3 separate regions of the Sus scrofa genome follow, and all the other regions are linked to region 2. A link is a contact called in public HiChIP or PLAC-seq and promoter capture Hi-C data. All regions are on one chromosome and are shown on one strand. The core of a region is the stretch at or near the end of the contact, and the rest is flanking DNA. Distances in the headings are between cores, read along the strand shown.

The links. Promoter capture Hi-C pulls out the DNA fragments that hold promoters and counts their contacts. HiChIP or PLAC-seq counts read pairs in DNA pulled down with a chosen protein or histone mark.
Region 1: a contact with region 2 is called in an H3K27ac HiChIP or PLAC-seq map of alveolar macrophages. The contact joins the promoter of ZNF37A here to the promoter of ZNF248 in region 2. A contact is called at or near these places in 1 of 5 promoter capture datasets (fetal skeletal muscle), 1 of 47 Hi-C or Micro-C datasets (embryonic fibroblasts) and 1 of 2 datasets of contacts at active chromatin or transcription factors (alveolar macrophages).
Region 3: a promoter capture Hi-C map of liver shows a contact between it and region 2, with 4 times the contacts expected there. The contact joins the promoter of ZNF33B here to the promoter of ZNF248 in region 2. A contact is called at or near these places in 2 of 5 promoter capture datasets (fetal liver and liver), 3 of 47 Hi-C or Micro-C datasets (heart right ventricle, psoas muscle and skeletal muscle) and 2 of 2 datasets of contacts at active chromatin or transcription factors (alveolar macrophages and skeletal muscle).

Annotation. Positions count from the first base shown.
Region 1 is chr14:60,859,680-60,863,552 of Sscrofa11.1, reverse strand. ZNF37A (zinc finger protein 37A) reads left to right here and starts at 1,929. Exons shown (of 6, transcript XM_021072371.1): 1 at 1,929-2,176.
Region 2 is chr14:61,046,386-61,050,664 of Sscrofa11.1, reverse strand. ZNF248 (zinc finger protein 248) reads right to left here and starts at 2,830. Exons shown (of 6, transcript XM_021072373.1): 1 at 2,726-2,830; 2 at 988-1,089; 3 at 850-891. The coding sequence starts at 864.
Region 3 is chr14:60,903,124-60,906,892 of Sscrofa11.1, reverse strand. It overlaps ZNF33B (zinc finger protein 33B), which reads left to right and starts at 1,705. Exons shown (of 8, transcript XM_013983243.2): 1 at 1,705-1,849; 2 at 2,254-2,978. The coding sequence starts at 2,964.

The DNA.
Region 1 (3,873 bases), core at 680-3,179, 190 kb after region 2:
TAGGTCGCAGACGCGGCTCGGATCCCGCGTTGCTGTGGCTCTGGCGTAGGCCTGTGGCTACAGCTCCGATTCAACCCCTAGCCTGGGAACCTCCATATGCCGCGGGAGCGGCCCAAGAAATAGCAACAACAACAAAACAACAAAAAAAAAAAATAAAAAAATAAAACCAGCATATACTAACAGGTAAGCATGAGACATCATTTCCTCAACCAGTAGTATAGAAAGAGATAAAAAACATTTTTGAGTAATGGGAATTACTCAAAAAGGCCTCAAATTGATATATAGTGATTACAGTAGAAGTTGTAAATACCTCCACACATTATCATCAATCTTTCAGCTCAAATGACTGAACATAGTGATGCCAAAAGTATTTTCTGATTCCAGAGTTGCAATTAAGATTTCAAGTGCTAGGATGAAGTCTACTGCAGCAACAATAAAAATAATAGCTTCACTTATGACAACAGAGATTACCAGTGTTCTAAATGCTTCATCTTTTTGTTTCAGTATACCCATGGATGCGAACAGTTACAATGCAGAAGATATATTATTTCCCCCTTGCTTCTACACTGCTTCTGATGGAGATACTACCCAGCATTTGGTGGATGTTTGCCTCAAGGGGCAGACACGTTTATTCCAAGCTGAAACAAAGCATAAATGATTCTGTGGAAGATTTTGACTGTCCTGCCCATATTCTGCATAATACTTTCTGTTCAAATAGCTTCTAATGTCATTTCTGTTGATGTTGAAGTAATTGTCATGAATTTTTTCTCTTCAACGTTTATACTGTTTGAATTGAGTGATTAAAGGATATTTGTTGGCATTCAGTGTCTTTAATTGTCTTGCATTCAGAAACTCTTTGGCTCTTTTTTTTTTTTAACAAACAGCTGGGAGAGTTCTCAGTTTATGTAAAGCACTGAAATAATAGTTTAGTTTTTAAGAATTTTAAGAAAAGGCCTCAAATTCTTTACATTTTAAATATTCCATTGAGTGAAGCAAGTTTGCTTATTTCTTATTCATAGTTTTCAATATCTCTTTAGCCAAGGGATTATGGAAATTGAAAGAACAAATGTGTTACTGAAAGATTCCATTGTTTAATGGAACTTGGTGAGATCTGTGTCAGACTTTCTTAAAAAGGAAAAACATTACTTATGAATAGGAAAATAAATTTTGACTTGTGGATAATCATTATTGTATTTGCCATGGCTGTATTTTGGAATGAGTTCCATCTCCTGAATAGTTTCTTTTACGTGGATATTACTAACTGTTCTTCTAGCACGGGAACAAGTGAAATTATGTGTAGTGTTAAAAAGGAAAGGGAAAATTCAACACAAAAGTTTTCCTTTTGTCAGTGGACATATTAAAAAAATCATTATCCCAGAGCTCCAACGTAATCCTGAAGCATGGAAAGGACAATTTATGCCATGAATGATGGTATGTCTTTTCAACAAATCAAACTTGAAGAGCAATTCCCAGAGTTGTTATGCCATTATATCTGCTCATAATGCTAAAGTTGAGTATGTTTTCTCATTAATCAATGTCCCAATGAACAAAGAACAGAATGAGAAGTGACTCCTATAGCAGATATGCTACAATGAAATGGATCAATATAAAAGAACGATGTCTGGAAGAAATTCTATAACTGGATTCTGCAAAACAAGGAACTATAATTAATGAAAGAGACGTAATTTACATTCTTATAATTTAAGATGAGTAACAAATAAAAGTATGTCTCATGACCTGTACTTTACTTGCTAAACCTGGCATGTCTCCCCACTAGGCCCCCAAACACAGGTCCTTTTCGAACTGAGGTGGCTCTCGGGTGGGATGCGCTATCTGGCACAGGACGGGGCTGTCTCGTTGAGCCTTGTGCGCATGTGCGCTGCCCCTCCCCCTCCCCCACTTGCTCTTTTGTTCCCGTTCTACGGCGGGCATCGCGAGGAGGTGGTTCCGGAACCTCTGGAGTCTCCTGGTCCTGGCGCAGCCCGGGAGGGCTGGACAGGGTGAACCGGGTTTCTGTGAGAGGGGCAAGTGAAGGAGGAAACGGCTTTGTCCCCTCACCTCGCTCTGAATCCGGCTCCGTTTTTGTGTACCTGATGAGCATCTGCACATCCAGCGCTCATTAGCAAGTGAAGCTTAATTTTCTCACATCCAAGGTGCTGCGTGGTCTGAGGCCTCGGTAAGACCGCGCGGAAATTGGCTTTCGGGCGCTCAGTAGATAGGCACTTTTTTTTCCCTGTGAGAACCTTGTTCTTTTCCTCTCAGGATCTCTCTTAATCTTCCCAACCACCTGTGGTTAATGTCGCGTCCCCTTTTTAACAGTGAGATGGGCTCAGAGAGGTGATAGAAATGCAAAGTGGCGAACGGGCCGAGGGCAGGAGCAAGGGTAGTTCCCATACCTCGTTCCTGCCCAGCCTAAAATCTGAACCTGAGTCAGTCACAGCAGTTAGCAGCTTCAGGACCTCAAGGAAATCATATTGAATTGAATACAGCATTGCATTTGGGGGATTACTTCCTAAAGAACCTGCGAGTCTGGCGCTTTAATGCAGGTATCCAGGTCCTTCTGACCCCCTCTAGCTTTGCTTGTGCCCTCCGTTTGCTTTTACAGGAAGTTCTGCTTGTGCTTCAACGTGACAGTAAGATCCAGGAGCTTTAGACCCTGGATGAATATTCTAACTGTAAGCTGGTTTAGGTCCAACTTTCCTGCAACAAAGCAGCTTTTGTTAGGGACGGTAGGGGATTCCAGGAGCAGAATTCCTGAGACCTCTGCAGAGATCCAGAGACCAGGAGGAAAGAGCAAAGACTCTTATTGCTCAGCCAGAAGCAATGTGTGTCCTTCTGCCAGAACCACTGTCAAATCCAAACTGTCACAGACTGGGTAATGGTGGAAGTTTTGGGCTAACTTCAGGAGAGATGTAAGCTGTGGTTGGGATAGGAGGGCAAGACAAAAGCAACAGAAGATACTGTTCTTGGGGAGTTGTGAAGACATCATGTGGAAGGAGGTGCTGATCAGCCACAGGGGAGGGAATTACCCTCTTTCCTTCATTCTTTATCTCACTCTTTCTGGATTCTGAGCTGCTACTGCACTACAGCTCAGAATCTAGAACATTACCACTAGAGATATGCTGATGCCTCCTCTATCCTGATCTTACAGAATCAGAGATGGTACTGCAAGGCAGGTCTTTAAGACTTGGACTTAAGACAGGTCTAATTCTGATTTACTTGAAAGATGGAGTTGGGATGGGGTGGATAGGAAGTGGGTCTAAAACTGTTAAGCGGTTACAGTCATACATTTTGTTATGGCAGAATCAAGAGCAGATATGGAGTTTCTTGATGGTCCAGGCAGGTCTTTTCCTTTTTGACAACAAATAAGTCAAAACTAATTTTGTTTTTTAATTAAAAAATACTTTTGAGAACCTAAGACCAAGTAAGGAGCAAACTTTTTTCCTTCCAAAAAAGACCAGCCCTTAAAACACCTTATCTCTTTTTTTAGAACCTTGTGGAGTACTCTCTGGTTCGTAATGAAATTACACATTTTTGTTCTGAGTATTTTTGCATCAGCATCATGTTTTATTTTTTTGTTTGTTTTTGTTTTTGTCTTTTTAGAGCGGCACCTGAGGCATATGGAGGTTCCCAGGCCAGGGGTCAGATTGGAGCTACAGCTGCTGGCCAATGCCACAGCCACAGCCACTGAATGAGGCTAAGGATTGAACCTGTGTCCTCATGGATACTAATCAGATTCCTTTCTGCTGAGCCACGACGGGAACTCCCAGCATCAGTTTTAAGGAAATCATTATGTACCATTCCTTGGCTTTTCCTAATTGGTTTAATTAATGTGTTGTTTACATTTTTCTCTGTTAGAGCATACCTTGTTAA
Region 2 (4,279 bases), core at 1,581-4,080:
ACAAATGCATTTATGTTTAAAAAGCCTTAAGAATATACATTCTCTTTTAAATAAAGGCTAGGGGCACATATATTTTAAGTGAATAATGAAACACTAGGACAAACAAGAAGTAGATACCTATAGTAGGGTGACAATACACTTCAGTTTGTCTGGAATTGTTCCATTACATGCCAGTTGTCCCAGCATAACTGTTAATAAAACTCTTCCACTGTCAGAGAGAGTGGCACAGTTTAGACATGAAACAAATGTCAGTCTACCTGGAGGAAGCACCAAGTATGGAGAGGATGGGGTATGAATTTTTACTTACATTTTTTTGTATCACTTTCTAAAAATTATATTAATATATTAACAATTTAAAAAATACACATATTTTAAAAAGACAAAACTAGTCTGGAAAAATAGGTATGCTGAGAAGGGCAGTGGGCTAAGCAATGGATGAGCAATAAACCCAGGGATAAGCACTGTTGGGGCAAAAGGCAAAGACTTCACAAGGGATAGATGTTACGAAAAGGAGACCTAGGAGGGTAGTGTCACAGACAATAGGGGAAACTTTCAAACAAAGAGACTATGGATAATAGTATCAAATGCTGCAAAAGGGTCAAGACAAAGACAAAGACAAAAACTGGATGTGACTACAATTTGGTGGCCTTTTCCAGAATAGATTGAGGTGAGTGGTGGTAAAGGAGCAAGAATGCATGTATTAGGTTGAAATTTAAATGGAAATGCAGAACAAAAGCCAAGACTATCTGCTACTCAAGCTAGAAATACAAATGAGCTGATACAAGGTTTTATAAACCTTTAGAAACTTGAGAAAACCAATTTTAAGACAGAGTGGAAATAAAAACTCACCTGGGATTTGCTCATTTTTCACTCTTAATGGAGGAGGGAGAGCTGAGGGAGAAGGAAGGAAGAAGAAAGTAAGAACTTGGCTTGCTTTGTAGTTCCTGGATTTACCTGCCTACACAGCTTCACATACAAGATACTTACGTGTCCATGTGTAGCTCCGATATATGTTGAACTTATACATGATACTTTTCACTGAGTGAATGTATACATTTGTTTCTTATTGATTTATTACCAATTTAGGTTCTGTGGCACAGAAAAATTAAAAACATGAAAAGATGAGTTTAACATATAACAGTAATCTAAAGAAGGGAACACTATGGATTTGTCAAAACTGGTACTGTGGGGGGGGGTAAATACCTCAAACCATATTGCTTATCTTTTTTATCTACTAACACCATTAATCCTATGAGGTCAGATAATCCAAGAAATATCTGAAAAAGGGGAAGGGGGTGTTTAAGGCAAGATAAATTTTTTTAAAAAACTTTGCTCTTACAAGTTTCAAGAGGGTCTTTTTTAAAAAAAACTTTGACCTAACTGTGACAAAATGGGCAGTAGCCCAGGAATCTGCAGACCTGATTTTCAACCTTGGTTTTGCCACTAACGAATGCATGATCTTAGCCAGTCACCTTCTCGGCCTCAATTACTTTTTTTCATTTTTCAAATAAGAAGCAGATAACCCAAAAAGATCCTTCCTGCACTACCATCCTGTGCGTCTGCCAGGTCTACAAGGAGAGGAGGAATCTCAGCATGTCTCTAGACACCATCAACAATAGGACACTGAGGGCAGCTCACTTCAGGAAATGAGCGAATGGAGAAGGAGGGGAGCAGGAGGAGGTAGGGACAGATAATGACAGAATTTCCTTAGCTATGGCTGGTGAGCCTTTCAACCTGACCATGACTTCACAAATTCTCCAAAGAGGTGACATTTCCTCTGTAGCCTGCGTGCCCACCCCTCTCAGCTCCAGCTCACCTCTCTCTTCTTAAATCTGTCCCAGACCTTCCACCGCCACACAGCCTTCGATGGCTTCAGGATACTGTGTCATGATTATACATAACAAATAACAAATGAATACATAATAAATAACTTGGGATTTGGGTGATGTTAGAGCCAGGAAAAGGCCTTGGTGGCTAGCCGGTCCAGCTCTTTCCAATTCCATTTCACAAACGTGTTAACTAAAGAATGGAGGCCCTTAGAGACTGGTCCAAGCTCCAACCGCATGTGTTAAATACACCACAAATAAATACAACAAGCGCTCAAAGCTACACAATGCGGCAAACATTCGTGATATCCACCTTTTAAGGGTAAGCAAACCAAGTCTCCCATCAGCTACTAGTGCTGAGGAACTCATTTACCCCCCTGCCTGGAGCACTCCTTCTCCCCCAACTTGCGTTCTACCCCCGTAAGCCCAGCGCACCAGAAACGCATATGCTCACGTCACTACGTGACGCGCACGCATCCACGTTGCGCACGCGCACTCGCTCTTACGCGCACCCCTCACCCTTCCCCGTGGGCCCAGTGCACACGTCACGCAGGCGCTCTCCCCTAGGCAACCCCGCTCCCTCCCCACGGGTACAGCGCACACGTCACGCACGCGCACTCCCCATCCCGCGGCCACACCACGGCGCCGCCTGCTCTACTTAGGGGCTGGGCACCTGCAGACCGAACGAGACCGAGCGCCTGCTTGTGGCGCAAGACTCCGGCCCTTCTAAGGCAGAGAGCCCCCGCCCTCTGTCCCTTCAGTTCTGGGGGCGCCGCAGACTCCTTGGGTCCCGCCTGTGTTCGCGGTGCTCCAACCCCTCACCCGGCACCGCCGCCTCCGCCGGCTCGTTGAGCCGCGCGGGGTCCTCTTGGCCCTCGTCCCCACCCTCTGGGGCTCACCCGCAGCTCCCTCGCCGCGTGAACGTGGAGGCCAGGGATTGTTTCCCACGAGGGGATGGAGGCCGGGGAAGGACGAGCCGGGAGAAGGAGGCGGGGATGCACATGCGCAGAGGGAGGGAGCGGTGCGGCTCGAGGGAGCGCTAGCTGCGAGCTGGAGTTTGGCTCCTGGCAGCTTGGGTTGGAAAAGTGGATTTACCTTTAGAAGTCGATGCCTCACTCATAAATTGCAAAAGTAATCTGATAGTAGTACAGTACCTAGCTAACGGTTTTTATGAGGATTAAAGGCGTTTACATTGTAAAAGCGCCTAAAAGATTATCTTTTCCCAGTATACACCATGCCCACTCCTTTAGAAATCAGCTGCAAGAGTCTAAGTACTGCCTTGTTGACTGAATTGAGACACAGATATACTCACTCCTGCTGTCTGGACCCTGGATTCTGGACCCTAGATTCAGAGATGTACATCAAATATACTGTGCGTTTTAGTATAGACGACAAATCAATGAAAGTAAAGTTGTGCTTGAACTTCACTTATGAACGTAGACAGATGTTACTTTAGTTTTGATAAATTTATCGCCTAGCAGTTTAGGCAATAAATTTATGTAAACTATATGTCTGTGACCAGCGTAGTTATTCTCTGGGATGACGAAAACAAGCTGGCAATTCGGTATTAATAGTAAAAACTGTCCATATGTCAGAAACTGTTAATACACCAAACTTAAAGAAGAAAGCGCATTCTCATCTCTCGAAACTAACCATGCTTTTTCTTGAACCAAAAATACATTTTTTAATGTGGGCATCCTCATGACACGTTTAGCGCAGTATAATCATATGGACATTATTTTATAATGAATTCTTTTTTCTTTTGGGGGGCATATGGAAGTCCAGGGCCAGGGATCAGATCCCAGCCACAGGTGCAACCTACACTGCAGCTGTGGAAACGACAGATCATTTAATCCACTGTGCGCGGCAAGGGATCCAGCCTGCGTTCTGGCTCTGCAGAGACTCCACCAATCCCCTGATGCCACAACAGAAATTCCTATGGTGAACTTTTTATAAAAGAATATGTAATTAACTCTTCTAGTCAATGTCATTTAAATTGTTTTAATAAATTCAAATTTTCCAAAGAGTTGCAAAAAATAGTTCCCATATATTATACACCCAGCTTTCCCAAATGTTAACATTTTACATAACCATAGTACATTTGCCAAAGATAAGAAAGTGACATGGGTACAATTTTGTTAACTACAGAGTTTATTCAGAGTTCATCAGTACTTCCACTAATGCCCTTTTACTAGTCCACAGGATACCACAGTACATTTAGTAATCATGTGTTTGTTCTCCAATCTCGATCTTCCCTTGTCTTTCATTACCTTCACATGTTTGAAGAATAGTGGTCGGATATTTTGAAGAATGTCCTTGAGTTTGAGTTTGATGTTTTCTCCTGATTGGACTGAGGTTTTCATTTGGAGGAAGATTACTACAGATAGTATGAGTCCTACCTGTATATGAGGGACACGTTATCAACTTACATTAATCTTGGTTACTTGGTTAAG
Region 3 (3,769 bases), core at 456-2,955, 140 kb after region 2:
TTAGTTCCTCCTGAAGGGCTATAGATAATATTTTGAGCCATGTCCTTGTGAAACTGACAGTATTAACGGCCTGAACCTAGACAGAACACAGACTGGGACTTGAACCCACGTGCTGGGACTTGAATCAAACCTAAACCCACATTGGGACTTGAACACAAGGTTTTAAATTAGAATCACTCACCCTGTGTTTGGCCTCACTGAGGTTCAGGTTCTTCACGTCTCCGTGAAGAAGGAATTCATCGAGAGAGAAAATGATAGGCAAGAAATAGATTTATTAAGATAGGACGCTTATGAGAGATGCAAGTGGGCTGGCATGGAAACTACATGGCTACATGGCTACAGTTTTATCATCCAAGGGTAGAGGGGGTTGGAAAAGCCTGCCTCTTCTTTTCTGGGAGTAGCAGCTCCTCCTTAGTATCTGGTGTATTCAAATCCGCAGAAGAGTGGTCCTCAAACTCCTGCCCTTGGTCTGAATATGAATGCAGTCCTCATCCCATCCAGAACTCTCAAGGATCCACTAATGAAGGAAGACTGCCTTGTGCTGAAGGCTTTTTTGAGCAATCATTAACTTACATTGATCTTCCAATGTCCCCTAAGTTTCCCTCTTTAAATGATCCTTTATTGGGACTTCTACAACTACCTGTGCCTACTCCATCCCTATTGCTTGGAGCTGTTTTGCAGATGCTGTGGCCCCCACCTGGTAGAGGAAGTCAACTATATGCTGCCCACTAGCCTGTAAACCCCATATCGCTTAGAACCAGAAGGTTGATGACGCTGACTCCCAATTACCTCACCACTAACCAATCAGGAAAATGTCCACCAGCTGATCAGCCCTGCTCCTTAAACACTATAAGACTCCTCACAATGCCCTCCAGGGGCAGCATAGTCCTTGAAGAATTAGCTTGCTTTGTTCATTCTTTGGCAATTAAAGCTACTTTTTTGGTTGTTTCCTCCAACTCTAGTCTCCATGTTTCTATCTGCCATCAGTGTAGAGGCAGCTGATACTTCAGCAATAAGTACATACAAAAAATTGTTGAGGAACTTTGTCAAAATATTGAATCTGTCTATGAAAGGGTATATCTCCCTTTATTCAAGTAATTTGGGGGGCCACACCCCTTTAATTTTTCAGGCCAGGGATCCAGCCTTCGCCACAGCAGTGACCCAAGCTGCTGCAGTGACCTTAACCTGCTGCACCACAAAGGAACTCCCTACTTAAGAAATTTTAATGTCACAAATGAAAGAACGTGTACATAAATGACATTATTTTCTTTTGGATTGTGTGTACTTGGCGATTTTTCTATTTTAATTTATTACTGTCAAAATTTTAGTGAACTAGCTTTTTTTGTCTGCCCCCAGCCCCACTGTCCACTTTTTATTCCTGAGAGAATCGCTGATGATATCAGATATTATTCTTTCATTGTATTAACAGGATCTATTTCCAGTATTCAAAAAAGTGAAATGGACAGGCACGTCCCCTTCCCTTGACTTTGTCTAAATGCGCACACTGGTTGCAGACTGAACTCAGCTATAATCCATAAATTCTGCTCTACCTGCTTAGGGAACTACCTCAGACACCCAACGTCCCCGCTGCTAAGTGAGGAAGCACTGTCAGCCAATCCCGAACCCAAATTGCTGGTCGCTGGGACTCCACGTCAACAGCTCCCAAGGTTTAGCATTGACAGTCCGACCCGGCGTGGGGTCATCTGCGCATGCCTAAGCCCGCCCTTTGCTTCTGTGTGCCTCCGCCTTTCACTTCTGTTTTCCTCAAGCGATGCGTGGGAAGCGGTTCCGGGGCGGCCGAGTCTATGCACTCTTCTGAGGCCAGTGCTGCAGGACGAGAAAGCGGCAGGTGAGCGGGGGAGGTTGGACAACGGCCCGCACGGCCCAGGTTTGGGGGCAAGAGGGAGGAAGTCGGTTTGCGCTAGTGGGGAGGAGCTGTGCGGAGCCCTAGGGCAGCGGGAAGGTGGCGTCTCCGTGTGGAAAAGTGGCCCAAGTTCCCACGTGACTAGCCCCAGCGCGAGTTGGCGCGGCTGTCTGAGAGGGCCTGGTTTTGAGAGAGCGAGAGGAGGGCATAACGCGCATGCGTGACGGGTGTCCTGAGCCAGTGGCAAGGGGGCGGTGCTGCGGGACGGGTGTCCCGAGCCAGTGGCAAGGGGGCGGTGCTGCGGGAGTGGAGGGTGGCTGTGGGGCGTGTGGTCTGGAAAAAAGAGCCGCAGCCAGGGCTGATTCAGTTATCTCTTGCTCTGTACACAGGCTCAATTCCTTTGGTTCTCCATTTATCGTTTTTGGACTCCGAACTGCTCTCCAACCATGTCCATCACTTCATCTTGATACATGTTATTACTCTATCCTACTTGCCCTTGCATTCAGGGAGGTTCTTCAAGAATTACCCTTTTTTGTTTCATTTAATAGAATTATGAAAAGTTTGAGAAATAGCAATAGAGATAAATTAAAACATGGATCTCCCCTGAAGCCCTGCTTTTTATAGCTTTCTGTGGAGTCGCTAACCGAAGATTTAGTAACATTAGTAGGGAAATGGATAAACAGCTTAGTCCTGAGTATTTTTTACAGTAGTTTTGGTGAAGAGTTTATTATGTGTCTTGTTACTTGTTTTAACCAATTTCGTCATTTAAAAATTTTTGTGAACATCAAGGGAGATTTAAACTGTTAAAAAAAAAATCTTTAGAAAGCAAATACTTAATTCACCCAGTGAAAACTTTTACCCAAGAGCTACGAGATTATATTAGAGTCATATTAGATAGGTGGTCTTTCACCGTCTTTTTCCCTGTCTCTTCTGAAGGTCAGAGGGCGATTGACATATATCCTTATCCAGTGAGTGTGCTCTGCTTAATAGAGCAGGAGAATTCAGGAGCTGCCAGGCAAGCCAAATATTTGATGACCCACTCTTCCTTTAACCCAGTATATTGTCTGAGTTTTCTATATTTTTCCAAGAACAGCAGAAAATGAGTAAATCCCAGGTAAGTGTTTATTCATTCCTTCATTTTACAGTGGACTTTGTGAGATTTTTCTAAGAGTCCATTTGTTAAGATGGGAAATGAGTAATAAAGTCAAACTTCATAGAAAATATAAAGTAACAAATCAATAGCAGGGCCATTAGCTATATACTGATCATGGGTTATAGCTGTATACTGATCATGATGTTAGAGTTCTGAGTTGACCTGTGGCTATGTTTTTGATATTTTCAATAACCATGGCAGAAATTTTGGTATTAACATAGGGACACATAGTGAATAACTTTCTGGGGACAGCCCTGAAATGAGTGTCTCCAACTGTTCCATACTGAGAGCAAAAGAGATGGTTCAAATAGTCAATTTTATAATAGTTTATTTGATTCTGGTATGAGACCTAGTATGTTTAGAGGAATAAATGGCCTACATGCCTACATGCATATTACAAAACTATTTTATCTTAGCCAGGCTGTGCATACAAGTCATATAGCAGGTGGTTCAAAGTTAAATTCTCTGGTAAATGTTTTTGAGTTTCTCATTCAGATTTCATCCCAAAGCATTCTGTCTTGGTTCTTCCCCTCCACTTTCTCATATCTGTCCAGGTAAAGGTCACAGTGACTCTCTGTAGTTGCCTTCTTTGAAGAACGATAAACCACTGACTGGTCTGCTCTGGAAAGTCTCCTTTGTCCACTTCTGATACTACTCCTCCATTGGCTTTTTCCTGGAGTCGTCCTCATTCTGCCCTGTAGTTTAGTTCCAAATTTAGTTCCACATTCTACTAGTATTATCATTTTATCCAT